Linked DNA regions of Mus musculus: region 1 is linked to region 2. Evidence: chromatin contacts called from public Hi-C data. All regions are on one chromosome and are shown on one strand. Each heading gives the region's core, a stretch centred on a gene start, on an enhancer-like site or on the middle of the called end of the contact. The rest is flanking DNA. Distances are from core to core; before and after follow the strand shown. Region 1 overlaps Cilk1 (ciliogenesis associated kinase 1). Region 2 holds the start of Cilk1 (ciliogenesis associated kinase 1).

Region 1 (5,910 bases), core at 784-3,283, 33 kb after region 2:
TCAAAGGAGAAAAGGGAACCAAAGGAGTTCTTTCTCTACCAGCTTATTGTCAAGTAGGAAGCAGTCACAAGGTGTTAGGGTAAGTTGTTCTTTAACCCCAGAAGCTGAGACAGAGAGTTCCTTTTCACTCCTTTGCATGAGACTCAGATATCTATTGCTAGGAAGAACTCGCAGCCTTTCTCCTGAGACTCTACCTAATGACGCACTTATGTACTCATAGACACAGACCACCTACACACTTCCATACATGTCCATCCACATGTAGCTATCTCTATATGTACACATGCCCACATGCTTATCACTTGTATAGGCCCTCTTGTCCCTCACACGTAAACAGGGGCATGGGTATGTATGCAGGCACAAATATCTTCAGCTAACAGTTTAGCACTCCTCAGCAGCCCCTGGGAATTCTGCACTGCCATTCCCTCTCAAGCCTTAGGCACTGGGAATGTGTGCAATGTGAAGGAAGGTTCAGCAGTGGAGGGTCAGGCCTGTGCTTTCAAAACCTCACCATCCTGGCCATCACCAGAGGTGGACGTTGTTGACATTTTTCCCAACAGCGATATGCGTGGTTCTGGTTGGAGTCAACTCCATCTGTTACTCTTTTCATTCCTTGCCAACGTCACAGATAGGGAGAACAGAAAGTAGCCATGCCTCTCAAAGAAGAGGAGACCAGAGCTTTGAGAGGCTCACAGCTCTGCAGAGAGCGCACTGCAGTAATGCAGAGGAAGCTCAAGTCCTAGCCCCTTCTTGCTGCTGTTGTTGTTGTTGTTGTTGTTGATGATGATGATGATGATGATGATAAACAACCTTTTAAGAAATGGAGTATAGGGAACAAGAAAAGAGAGGTGGTTTGTGGGTAGGAGTACTTATTACTGAACCTGTGAGACTGAGTTCATTCTCAGTTGCAAGAATGAACAGTTCCTGCCAGTTGTCCTCTGCCCTCCACACACATGCCTCGGTAACACTTGCACACACACACACACACAACTAATAAATAAATGTGATGTTTTGATTTTGTTTTTTTAACTTACAGGGTTGGTGTGGTGGTGACTTGACTTCGGTTAAGTGCACATGCGCCTAATAGTCAACCTTTCCTGTGGTAGTGAAGCTATCTGATAAAAGAGTAACTTCATGGCACTGTCTAGTTTCAGCCCTTCCCCCGTAGCTCGTTCTCACAGTGAGAAGGTGCAGCTCGCCCTGGGGAGTACTGTCCTCTGAGAGGGAAGAACAGCACAGCGGGTGGTTGCTATGGCCATGTCTCCTGTCACTGACTATATTACACGCCCCCCCCCCCCATGGGGAATAAACACATGGCTCTGCTCGGTACTGACTGAACAATGTCAAAGCACATGTCCCTTGCAGGAATATAATCCAAATCGTATGCTTCCTGCTGACCTACCTATACAGCTGGAGGGAGGGGGGCTATATATCCACATCAGGTAATGGAAATGATTTGGGGCAGTGTTTTGCCCTGGAGATGATGCTGTATCTTTGAGCCTCACCACTGCCTTAAATGTGTGACCTTGAGGTGACCCTTTGTGTGCCTGTGCTGCCCTTCCCATGGCCTACTTTCTTTTCTTGATATAAACACTGTAGTTTTAGATTCAGGGAAGGAAGGAAATTGGGGAGGAAGGAAGGGAAAGAAACTGAGAATTATCTGAAATTACTTTTACAGCAGGAAGATGTGCCACATAAATTCATAATGTTTAAATACACTTATGTCATCTCTCCTTATTTAATTAGTCACCAGTAACAGAATATGGACCTGGGAAAGCCTTCCTTGAGGCTGTATTTTCCTTTCTTCCTTGAAGTTATTTATAAAAATCTTCTATCAGAATGAAAAGGGAAGCCCTTGTGTTATTCAGCAGTCAGGCAATGCCCTGAACTCAAATTAGGGCTCTGTTTCTGTGTTCTGGAAGCCATTTAGAACTGGGGGGTTTTTGCTGTGACAGTGCTCTGCTGTTGTGTGATCCCTAAATGGCACAGCTAGAAGGATTTCCATTGTCAGGTCAGGAGCCAGAAGGAAGAAGGGGGTCATTGTTATGGGCCACACTGTACACGTCAGCAGAGCACAGACCCAGGCAGAGCTCACTGCCAGCTCCCCACAGCTGACACTTGTCACTGGCCTCACAAGCCTTGATTCTTATCTGAAAAAAGGACACCATCTATGCAAGCCCACGTTGGCAGTTTGTGGGAGGTTGCCAGAGAGAACTGTCTAGTAGTTATCCTCAAAATGACCAGCTCTCGAAAGGCACTGATGTGCCGGCATTGCCCTTTAAAAGCTTTATAGATAGAATGTGTTTTATCCCACAAAGCAAACCTGTGAAGTAGATGCTAGTCTCTATTTTACTAATGAGGAAACTCCTCAGGCACTAAAGGGTTAAATGGCCACAGGCATCCTTGCTAGTCTACACATTCACATCCTAAGCTGAGTTGTCTTTTTAAATAGTCATGTTTCACTAAAACAGATGAAGTATGAAAAAAAGAAGCGAATTAGAGGAATAAGTGAGAAGCCTGACTCTTCATTCCCCCTTTGATGAACATGGATGCTCTCTGTGGGACTAGGATCAAGAGCGAGAGAGTACAGCCTGACTGTTGGGGGAGGGGTGCTCGGGACTTAGAAGAGCGTGGCTCACAGTGGACTCACAAGCGATGCTTGCATGAGTACCAGCCAGTGTGGTAGGATGGACTGAGCTGCAGAAGATGAGAGTTGTTGATGTGGGCGTAATAGATGGTGCCAGAGGGAGTTGGGGGGGGGTGTTGGGGGGGCTGTTCAAAGACAGATGAGTCACTATAAGAGAAATGCCATATAAGTTTCTAAATAATAATTACCCCAATTCGAGGAGGGAGGGGATGCTTACCAGGAGAATCAGCATTGATGTGGACTTGAGAGTCAAAGCACAAATCAAGGTGTAGGTGTCTGAGCCAAGAGGGAGAGTCAAGTCGTGCTTGGCACTCTCAGCCTCTGACAGGGTGTTCTTGGTGGGATTGTGAGTGACTTGTTGCCCCTGCCCATAACTCAGTTTCCCCATCTGTTGGTAAGCAAACAATGCCTGCTGTTTCTTCTTTTCACTGGAGAGTCCTGGAAACCATCCTCGGTACTTTGACAAAAGACAGCTCTAATACTTGCATAATTCGTCATTTGTTTCCAAGATGGGAACATAATATAGTCAGGCCTTCTGGGAATTGGCAGGTGTTCACAAGAGCGAAGGTCCCAAACACGGTGACTCAGTTATACCAAGATTTAAAACAGGCATCACTCATCTGGTGGGTAGATAATATATTTTTATTGGGCTCATAATAACCATCTGGATTTGTCCATATCAGATTTTTTTCTTTTATAGGAAAGGCCATTCTTGACTAATACTGAGTCACTCTTGAGTTTCTTACTCTGACAGCCTCAAGTTTGGTTCTTATAATTATTTATATTTGGTTAACTACAAACCTGGTTAGGATTCTTGAAGAAATCTGTCTATGGGAGGCCACTAGGTCTCTGTCAGGACAGTGGCAGAATAAAGATGAAGCACTGAACTATAATATGTTTTCCTAGTGCATGCGTACACATGCATGGACTCGTAGCTACAAATATACACATGCTGTAAAGAGGCCAACTTTACTGTGACTATGTTTTGTCTCACCCACACCACACCTGACTGATCTCAGTTCCTTGGGCTGTGCAAAGCAGGCGGCCCTGTGTTCTGAAGGAAGTACTTCCTCCTCTTACGTGTGTCTCCCGTGAATGTCTGTGATCATTTCTGTGCCTTCATCCTCATGTAGGCATGAGGTTCTAGGCTCTGATGTATCCACTTGGTCCAGCTAAGCCACCCACTGGGTCTGCAGTCCCATCATTATGCTATACAACTCTGCGTTTAGAATCTGACCAGCTGCTAAGCCCAGGTGTCTCCAGGATGGTGAACACAGAGGAGTGTCCTTCTCTTAAAACATTGCTACTTCCCATCATGCATCGCCATGTAGTGCCTTTTCACATCACAGTCACTTTCTGCTAGAGCACAGACAAAAGTAGCCTTGGCTCTTGCTTTCTGAGGTATTACAGGAGTGCCTGTTGTGGTGTGCATACCCAGCCATGAACCTCATCGAACCGCATCATCACCTGCTGTGATATGCATATCCAACTGTCACCACCCTGCTTCTGAGCCTGTGCACCTGTCAAGCAGTTCTCAGTTTCTGTCTTTAGGACGTCCTCCCTTCCATCCTCCCCACAGCTCTGGCCTACTCTCTTCGTCCATGTAGATTCATCAGTGTGAAGGTCCTTCCTTCCTACACGCCCATGTAGTTCCCTCAGTTCAATCAGCAATCACATGCTATGAGACTCCCTGGCTCTTTTTTGCATGCAAGACATTCAGAAATGTAAAAGGCCTTAACTGTTAAAGTGCTTCCATCTGCACAGTGAAAACACTGACCATATGTGTACATGATAGAAGTCTCCACACGAAGGGCCTGCTCTTCCTGTGAAGGCAAAGACCAAGAACCATAGCCATGTGGGTTGATCAGAATCCCCAGAGCCCAGCCCGCTCTTGGCAAAGCTTCTGAATCATTTCTTGGCAGAGGGGAAGAATAAGGAATGGCACCGTGTGTGATGGTTCCTTAGACAAAATGCAACTCAGCCTTGGAGAATGGTCAAGATTGGGATCGATACAGATGAAAAGGAACAGGGTACATTATCAATGGGGATCCATACAGTGAACTTAATGGGAGTAAAGAACTTCAGCTGAGTGGAGCAGATGGGATGGGTGTTGGGAGTCATGTTTTGCAGTGTGGTTGATTGACCCTAGGGCAGCATGCATGCTAGTCAGGTTCTTTACCACAAAAGTACATTCATCTCTTTAAGTAGAATGAAAGAGATCAGATTTATTAAACAGAGGCTGTGTGTGTGTGTGTGTGTGTGTGTGTGTGTGTGTGTGTGTGTGTAACATTGTTTAAATTACTAGAGGGTGTGAGAATCCAGAGATGCTCGTGGAAGGGAATGGTCCAGCCTTAGGCAATAAGAGCTGCTGGGAGGGCAGAGTGAAAGGGAGAAAGGCCAGGAGGAGGCATTCTGAGGGAAATGTGGGACTGTCCCATCACTATCAAAAGAACAGATTCAGGCTGGAGAGATGGCTCAGTAGTTAAGAGCACTTGACTGTTCTTCCAGATATCCTGAGTTCAATTCCCAGCAACCACATGGTGGTTCACAACCATCTGTAATGTGATGCCCTCTTCTGGTGTGCATAAAGACAGAGCACTCATATACATAAAATAAATCTTTTTAAAAGCCAACCAACCAAACCAGATCCAACAGAACTACTGAGTACTTGGCGATATTGTTTGAGGAGGACAGATTATTTGTGAGGTAGTTTTGGACAAGCTGATGCAGAGACGAAAGTGACATCCAGTCAGGATCCAATTAAGGATGTAGCTTTAAGGGTGGCTCAGGATATAATATTAGAGATGATAAACAGAACTAACACTGTGGGCAGAATCACCTAAGTTGTCTTTCCCATCTGAGTGCCAGTGAGGTTTAGAAGCATTCTGAGTGATGTCTGTGTGGGTGGTACCTTAGGGAGGAGGTGGCTTGAGGTTTGCAGAGCCATGGATATTGCCAGTAACTGGATCTCTGCATGTGCCTTGAAGACTCCCCCATTAAAGACCTCCTGGCCACATCTTGGCAGCACCACTGTAGCTGAGACTTCAGTGAGCCCTCATTGTTCCTCACAGTGTGAGTTTCACAATGCTTACCAGAGTCACAAGGCTGAGTAGACAAGACCCATTAATCTTTTTTATGTCTCTTTGGTTTTGGTTTTGGTTTTGGTTTTGGTTTTGGTTTTGGTTTTTCGAGACAGGGTTTCTCTGTATAGCCCTGACTGTCAGGGAACTCACTTTGTAGACCAGGCTGGCCTTGAACTCAGA
Region 2 (6,377 bases), core at 61-2,560:
TAGGTTTCTTCAACAGTGGAGCAAAAGGAGTGATCTGAGCTTTGCTAGATTCAGGGGCTGAGAAAAACTGCCTGCAGTCCTCAGGATTCAGAGGCAAATAATGAAAGGAAAACGACATGACAAGTGTGTGTGGGGGGGCACTCGGTCTTATTTGTTAGACCAGCTCTCCTGTAGCTCATGTTGGCGCTTCTGCTTCCACTGTCACACGCAGGGGCTGCGGATGTGTAACTCCATCAAGCATGGCTGGGAAGAGTTAAATTCAAAAAGAGTTAAATTCAAAAGAGTTACTGATTTATTGGTCAAAATAGTGTTATTTAGAAAGATGTGGGTCTCCAGACCAGCAGCATCTGCCCCAAGAACTTCTGGTGTGGGGCCTAGCAATTTGTTTTTACTAGCCTTTTGGGTTACCACCCTGTGGAACGATAGAGTCCAGAGCCGGGTGGTAATTTGTTTTTTTTTTTTTTCAAAATGCTTCAAAGCTATCCTTTAAGATGATTTAAGGTGGGTCCCACAATAGTATATATGTATGTAGGTATGACTTATTTTAGAGAGGTTTGAGACTTGGTCTCATTACATAGTCCTAGCTGTCCTTGAATTCACTATGTAGACCAGGCTGTCCCAGAACTCACATAGATTCACTGCATCTGCCTCCTAAGTGCTGTGATTAAAGGTGTACACCACCACTCAGGCTTTACAATATAATTTATGTTGTGAGTTTGTTCTAGTGGTTCTCTGCCTTCCTAATACAGTTCCTCATGTTGTGGTAATCACCAACTTTAAAATTATTTTTGTTGCTACTTCATAACTGTAATTTTGCTACTGTTATGAATCATAATGTAAATATCTGTGTCTTCTGATGGTCTTAGGCCACCTTTGAATCCCCAAAAGGGTTAACCACAGGTTGAGAACCTCTGCAAACAGTGTTAGATTTCCTACCACTGCATAGAAAGGAGTGTTGCATCTCCTTGGTTTCTCACTTCGGAAGCTATCCATTCAGTCTTTCAAACTTACGTTGCAATAATGCTGAAATCATTTTTTCTACTGTGGTTAAATACAGACGCCAAAATGTGTTGTTTTAAAACATTGTGACTGTGCAGTTTAGTCGCATTGATTTACATTCAGGCAGGAAACTTTTTTTTTTAAGCGGGGGCTTCCCTTATTTGAGTATTTTGGGGTCAATCAGCCTGTCAGTGGCAAGTCTGCGGCTCCCCCGGGTGGGTTCGCCGCAGCCCAGAAGCTCAACGCTGCCCTCTGCCGAGCATCCGGGAGATGGCGGTGGTGCAGGGCCGCGCGGGGCCAGCGAGGGGAGCTGCAGGGCAGCTTTTCCAGGGAAAGCGGCTGGTCGTCCCCACTAGAAGCCACTCTGCCTTTTGTTTGTTTTGCTGCCGGAGGCCGCGGAGCGGCGGGTTCCTGCTGGATGCCACGCGCTGACGGGTGTGGACTTGCCGGGTTCGCCCGCTCGGATCCCACTGCCCTTGCCTGCCGGGCCCTCTCGGGTGCACGCGCCGCCGGGCCGCGATCGCCGCCAGTAAGTGGGGCTGGGGCTAGGGCTGGAGGGCTGCACTGCGACCTGTCGCTGGGTGCTGGGCGGTACCGGCTGACCCGAGCGAACTCATGGCCGGGAATGAGGGGCTGTGGCTTCTCAGTGGACCCGCCACGGTCTTGCGGGTCTCCTTTGCCGAGAAAACTCCCGAGCCCGGGGCTTTTGATGGGTGTGTTTATCTTTCAGTCTGAAGGAGCGGAGCACCCTGGCCGACTTGAAACCTCTTGCGGGTGGGTTTGTGGGTGGATGGGTGCTGAGGACTTGGGATTATCATTTGCCTAACTAGGCCCTTGTCCGTCCCACCCGGGTCTGAGCAGCACACTTGCTCGCAACCATTTTACTCAAGATTATCTTTTACTCCGGCTTCTTTCTTTCCACTCAAACCAGATGTTTGGAGGAGGATGTTGAAAGATTTTTTTTTTTTCAGAGAACAACGTTTATTTTTTATTGTTAACCTTTTAAAAGTTTGATACTAGCATGCATGGCTTGTACAGGAGGTAAAATTAATGCATCTTTCTGCAGAGGAATGTATTCATTTCCATTTATTACTAAGGAATGGCTTTTACTAAGTCTGAGGGAGATTCCACCCTGGATTTTGCCCACCTGACTGATATCTGAGCTAGCAAGACTGTTTGTTTGTTTGTTTTATAATTTTGAGCCCAGCACTCTTTGTATTGAGAGGAGTTTGATAGTTAACAGTTTTCATTTCACCCATTTCCTGGTGAGTCGGGGCTTCCAGGTGTGTCTCAATAATGAATGGAGCTGCATATGAAATTCTTAAAGAGCTTTAAATCAGTGTAGTTGACATATAAATTATTTGCAAGACCTGTGCCTTGACTCTGTGCGTAACTGTTACAGTAGCTAATGTATGCATAAATACGCACATCTGAAATAGTTTCTGAACAATTTGGTAGATTCTTTAAGGCCCTCTACGAGCCTGGACTTGGAGAACACTGTAAGTCAGAGTAGAACCAAGGACAGTGCTGGGAGTGTTTAACTTAGGATGACATCCCATGGACCCCCTGCCTCTGGGGTGCAGCCTTCCAGTGTCCACACACACACACACACACACACACACACACACACACACACACTTTTCTGCTCTTTCCTTTCCACTTTGCCTTGTCCCTTTTTTCAGTCACACTGGTAACTGAGTGGGAAGAGGGCAGCTTCAATTCTTAATGAGACCAACCAGTTTCCCATAATGGAGGCGCGTGCTGTGGGGTCCAAGAAGCCTGCCTGAGTAGGCGTCCTTGCCAAAGGAACTGAGCACATATACTAGTCACAAAGAATCTTTTCTCCTACCGAAATGTCCTCCCTCTGTGCCATGCGCAATTGCTGACAGGATAAGGAGTCAGGAAAGTGGAGCCTCACTGACTGAGTGTCCACTCACTCTCTCAGAGCCCTTCTCACAGACTCCCTGTTCTGTTCTGGTTTTTCCCTCACAGCTTTCTAAGGTTCCTGACAAATCAGGGGGTTGTTTCAATTTTCAAGCATTTGAATTCTCTTCAGCCATTTTCCCTCCATCAGTGAGTCACCAAGACCTTTGAAGTGTGTTTCATATAGTCTCTTCCTTCTGCATCTAATCTAGATCTTGCCCTTCCCTTCCTGCAGCCTGAAACATTGTGGAGCCACCTTGTCGCCGGCCCCCCAGGCCTGTTAGTGAGCCCTCTCGAGTGTTTGCCCTCTCTGTCCTCTTCCTCTGCTTCCCGGCTAAGTCTTTCACATGGTCACTTTTTGTTATATCTCCTGGCCATGCGACCTTTAGTTTATCCATTGTGTCAGTTCTTCACTAATCCACCTGAGTTTTCAAGTCCATTCATAATGAACCTCAGCCTTCTAAATTCTCTGCACTCAGTGTCCTACTGTGGGGGCGACTCCTTCCCCCAAACGGAGATCATCTTACTCTCTTTAGAGCCTCGCTTTATCCTCCATACTCCCCTGTGCTAACAGTACCCATCTCTGGGGGAGGAAATCCTCTTGTGTGTTTGTAAACACATTCATGTGGGTATGCAGGTGTATGCGCTTGCATGTGTGCGGCCAGAGGTCGACACTGGTTTTCTTCCTTGGTCACTGTCTTACATTTGGGAGCCATGTCTCACTGGCTCCGTTAGGTTAGAAGTGAGGCTGTGTCTTGCCTTGGCTTGCATGTGGGTGCCGGGGATTTAACTCGGGTCTTTATGCTTGCACAGCCGATACGTTATCAATTCCCAAGTCCCGTGAGTCTTTCTGTCGTTGTCGCTACTCATTTCTCTCCTTGTCCCTAAAAGTCTTGAAATATTTGTTCACCAGCCTGCCCTTACACTGTTCTCTCATTGGCTTACGTTATCTTAAGTCTCTTGAGGCCAGGAACCGTATTTTATGGATGGCAATCCATCTTTCTGGTTTCAGAGTCAGGCAGAATTGTGGTTGGGCTTGGCGTTACTCTTTAGTCACATGGCTGTGTCAGATTCTAACAGGCCAGTAGTTGCGTAAAGATGGTCCACGGGGCCTACTCAGTAATGGCCGACCATGGCGTGCTTCTCCCTCTGCAGCTACTGGCAGAGTCCTAAGCAAGAGGCACACAGTTGGTAGGTTTGTAGTAGAGAACTTATACTTGAGCCTAGAGGAGGACCGGGCTCACCAGACAGTGATTCTTGCCCTTAGCGTCAGTGCTGGAGCTCACAGTATTCCTGGCTGCTGCTCTGCTACTAGGATCTGTTACTATTTTTCCTTCAGACCTTGCCAGGAACATTTCTGCCTTTAAAAAAAAAAAAAAAAAAAAAAAATCAGCAACCTCTCCTACTTCATTTTGTGGAACCTTGTCAAGTTAAAGATAGATCTACCCAATGTAGTCATATGCTTATGAAAGATACATGACTGTATGTTTTTATCTATTTATATTTATTTGTTTTGGTTTTTGAGACTGGTAGTTTGAATGAAAATGAACCCCTTGGGCTCATAGGGAGTGACACTATTAGGAGGTGTGGTCTTATTGGAGGATTGTGGCCTTGATGGAGGAAGTGTGTCAACTAGGAACAGGCTCTGAGGTTTCAGAAGCACAAGCCAGGCCAATATTACTCTTTCTGCTGTAGAACTCTGAGTTACCTCTCCAGCACCATGTCTTCCTGCGTGCCACCATGCTTCCCACCATGATGATAATAGTCTAAACCTCTGAACTGTAAGCAAGCCCCAGTTAAATGTTTCCTTTCTAAGAGTTGCTGTGGTCATGGTATCTCTTCACAGCAATGAAACCCTAACCAAGACAGAGAGGCTTGCCCTGAAGCCCAGGCTAGCTATAGATTTATGGTGATCTTCCTGCCTCAGCCTCCCAAGTGTTGGGATTGAAAGTGTGAACCATCACTCCTGGCTTTGACTGCGTGCATCTATGCACGGCTACTTACCTGCTGTTGGTTTCTGGATAGAATTCTGGGTATAGTGACCATTGTAGTTTCATCTCTGTTGCTGAGATAGAACACAGTGACCAAAAGCAACTTAGGGCAGTTGACTTTCCATCATGGAGAGGAGTCAGGCAGGAACCTTAAGCAAAAGCCATGCAGGAATGCTGCTTGCTAATGGCTTATGCTTAGTTAGCTTTCTATCTACCTACCTATCTATCTATCTATCTATCTATCTATCTATTATAGGTAAGTACATTGTAACTGTCTTCAGACCCTCCAGAAGAGGGCATCAGATCTCATTACAGATGGTTGTGAGCCACCATGTGGTTGCTGGGATTTGAACTCAGGACCTCTGGAAGAGCAGTCAGTGCTCTTAACCACTGAGCCATCTCTCCAGCCCTTAGTTAGCTTTCTTACAAATCACCTGCTCAGGATATGGTGCCACCCACAGTGGGCTGGGCCTACCTACATCCACAGTACAGACCAATCCAGGTAACCCTTCAGTTGAAACTCCCTTCTAGGGGACTCTGAGCTGTGCCAAGTTGGCAGTGAGAGCTAAGGAGGACAGTGGCTTTTCTGTGTAAGTTGATGTGCAGAAAGGAGCAGGATCTCGCTTGACTGTCCATTCTTCATTAGCATTCTTTGAAGGCCATAGCATTTCTTACAATTAAATGTAATTAGTTAGTTAATTTTTGAGGTAGGGTCTCATTGTGTAGCCCTGAAACTTGCTATGAGCCAGTCTAGCCTCAAATTCATAGAGATGTACCTGCCTCTGCCTGCCGAGTACTGAGATTAAATTCGTGCACCACCACACCTGGCTCTGGCATTCTTTTTAAAAGTCAGGATCTCGGTAGTTCAGGCTGCTCTCAAACTCAAGGTAGCATTGCCACAGCCTCTTGAGTGTTGGTATTCCCCGTGTAAGATACCACACCTAGCCTGGGCATGGCATCCAGGAAAAGGGCCTGTCACTAGAGTGTCAGACTCTGACCCTGGACTTCAGTGTTTATAGGAGGTGTGATTGCCCAAGATTGCACAGTGGTATGTGCACTGTTGGACTAGTCATGTTATTCTGAGATAACAGTGTGACTGTGCCCTAACTTCTGCTAGTGCTTACCCTTGGGCTGCAGCTCTAGCTTCCTTATCAAAATACATGTGTTCTGGTCAGGTGTGCTGGCTCACACCTAAAATATCAACACTGGAGAAGTGGGGGCATGGAGATCAAACCTAGAGTACACAATAAGTCGCAGGCCAGCCTGGGCTATAGAGTGAGATATACCCCCCAATAACCCGCTAGCAAAACCCCCAACAACTCATTTTGTAAAAAGACTTTGGCAAAGTAAATAATTTCTAGCACAAGTTGCATTAAAATCCTGGGGAAAGGTTGTGGGAAGAGGAGAATGCAGCTACCTTTCCTTGAAGCCCAGGAAGTAAAAGAAGTCCGACTGTCTCGGAGA

The links. Hi-C and Micro-C count contacts between places; a contact is called where the count stands out from the background.
Region 1: a Hi-C map of cortical neurons shows a contact between it and region 2, with 3 times the contacts expected there. The contact joins the enhancer-like site here to the promoter of Cilk1 in region 2. A contact is called at or near these places in 4 of 39 promoter capture datasets (embryonic stem cells, liver and macrophages), 48 of 484 Hi-C or Micro-C datasets (3T3-L1-derived adipocytes, the AML12 cell line, the CH12 cell line and 34 more), 20 of 115 datasets of contacts at active chromatin or transcription factors (the HPC-7 cell line, the SCID.adh cell line, bone marrow-derived dendritic cells and 14 more) and 5 of 9 other capture datasets (adipose tissue, embryonic stem cells, liver and 2 more).

The regions. Positions count from the first base shown.
Region 1 is chr9:78,144,203-78,150,112 of GRCm38.p6, forward strand. The region is part of intron 5 of Cilk1 (ciliogenesis associated kinase 1); the gene reads left to right. Among named protein-coding and RNA genes, the nearest start is that of Rn7sk, 28 kb to the right of the region's middle. Within about 2 kb of position 2,034, at least 49 of the 459 cell types and tissues checked have an H3K27ac peak or open chromatin away from gene starts, as enhancers often do. A contact at or near this core is called in the N1E-115 cell line, cerebral cortex, cortical glia and 8 more, where this site is marked.
Region 2 is chr9:78,111,928-78,118,304 of GRCm38.p6, forward strand. It overlaps Cilk1 (ciliogenesis associated kinase 1), which reads left to right and starts at 1,311. Exons shown (of 14, transcript NM_019987.2): 1 at 1,311-1,528.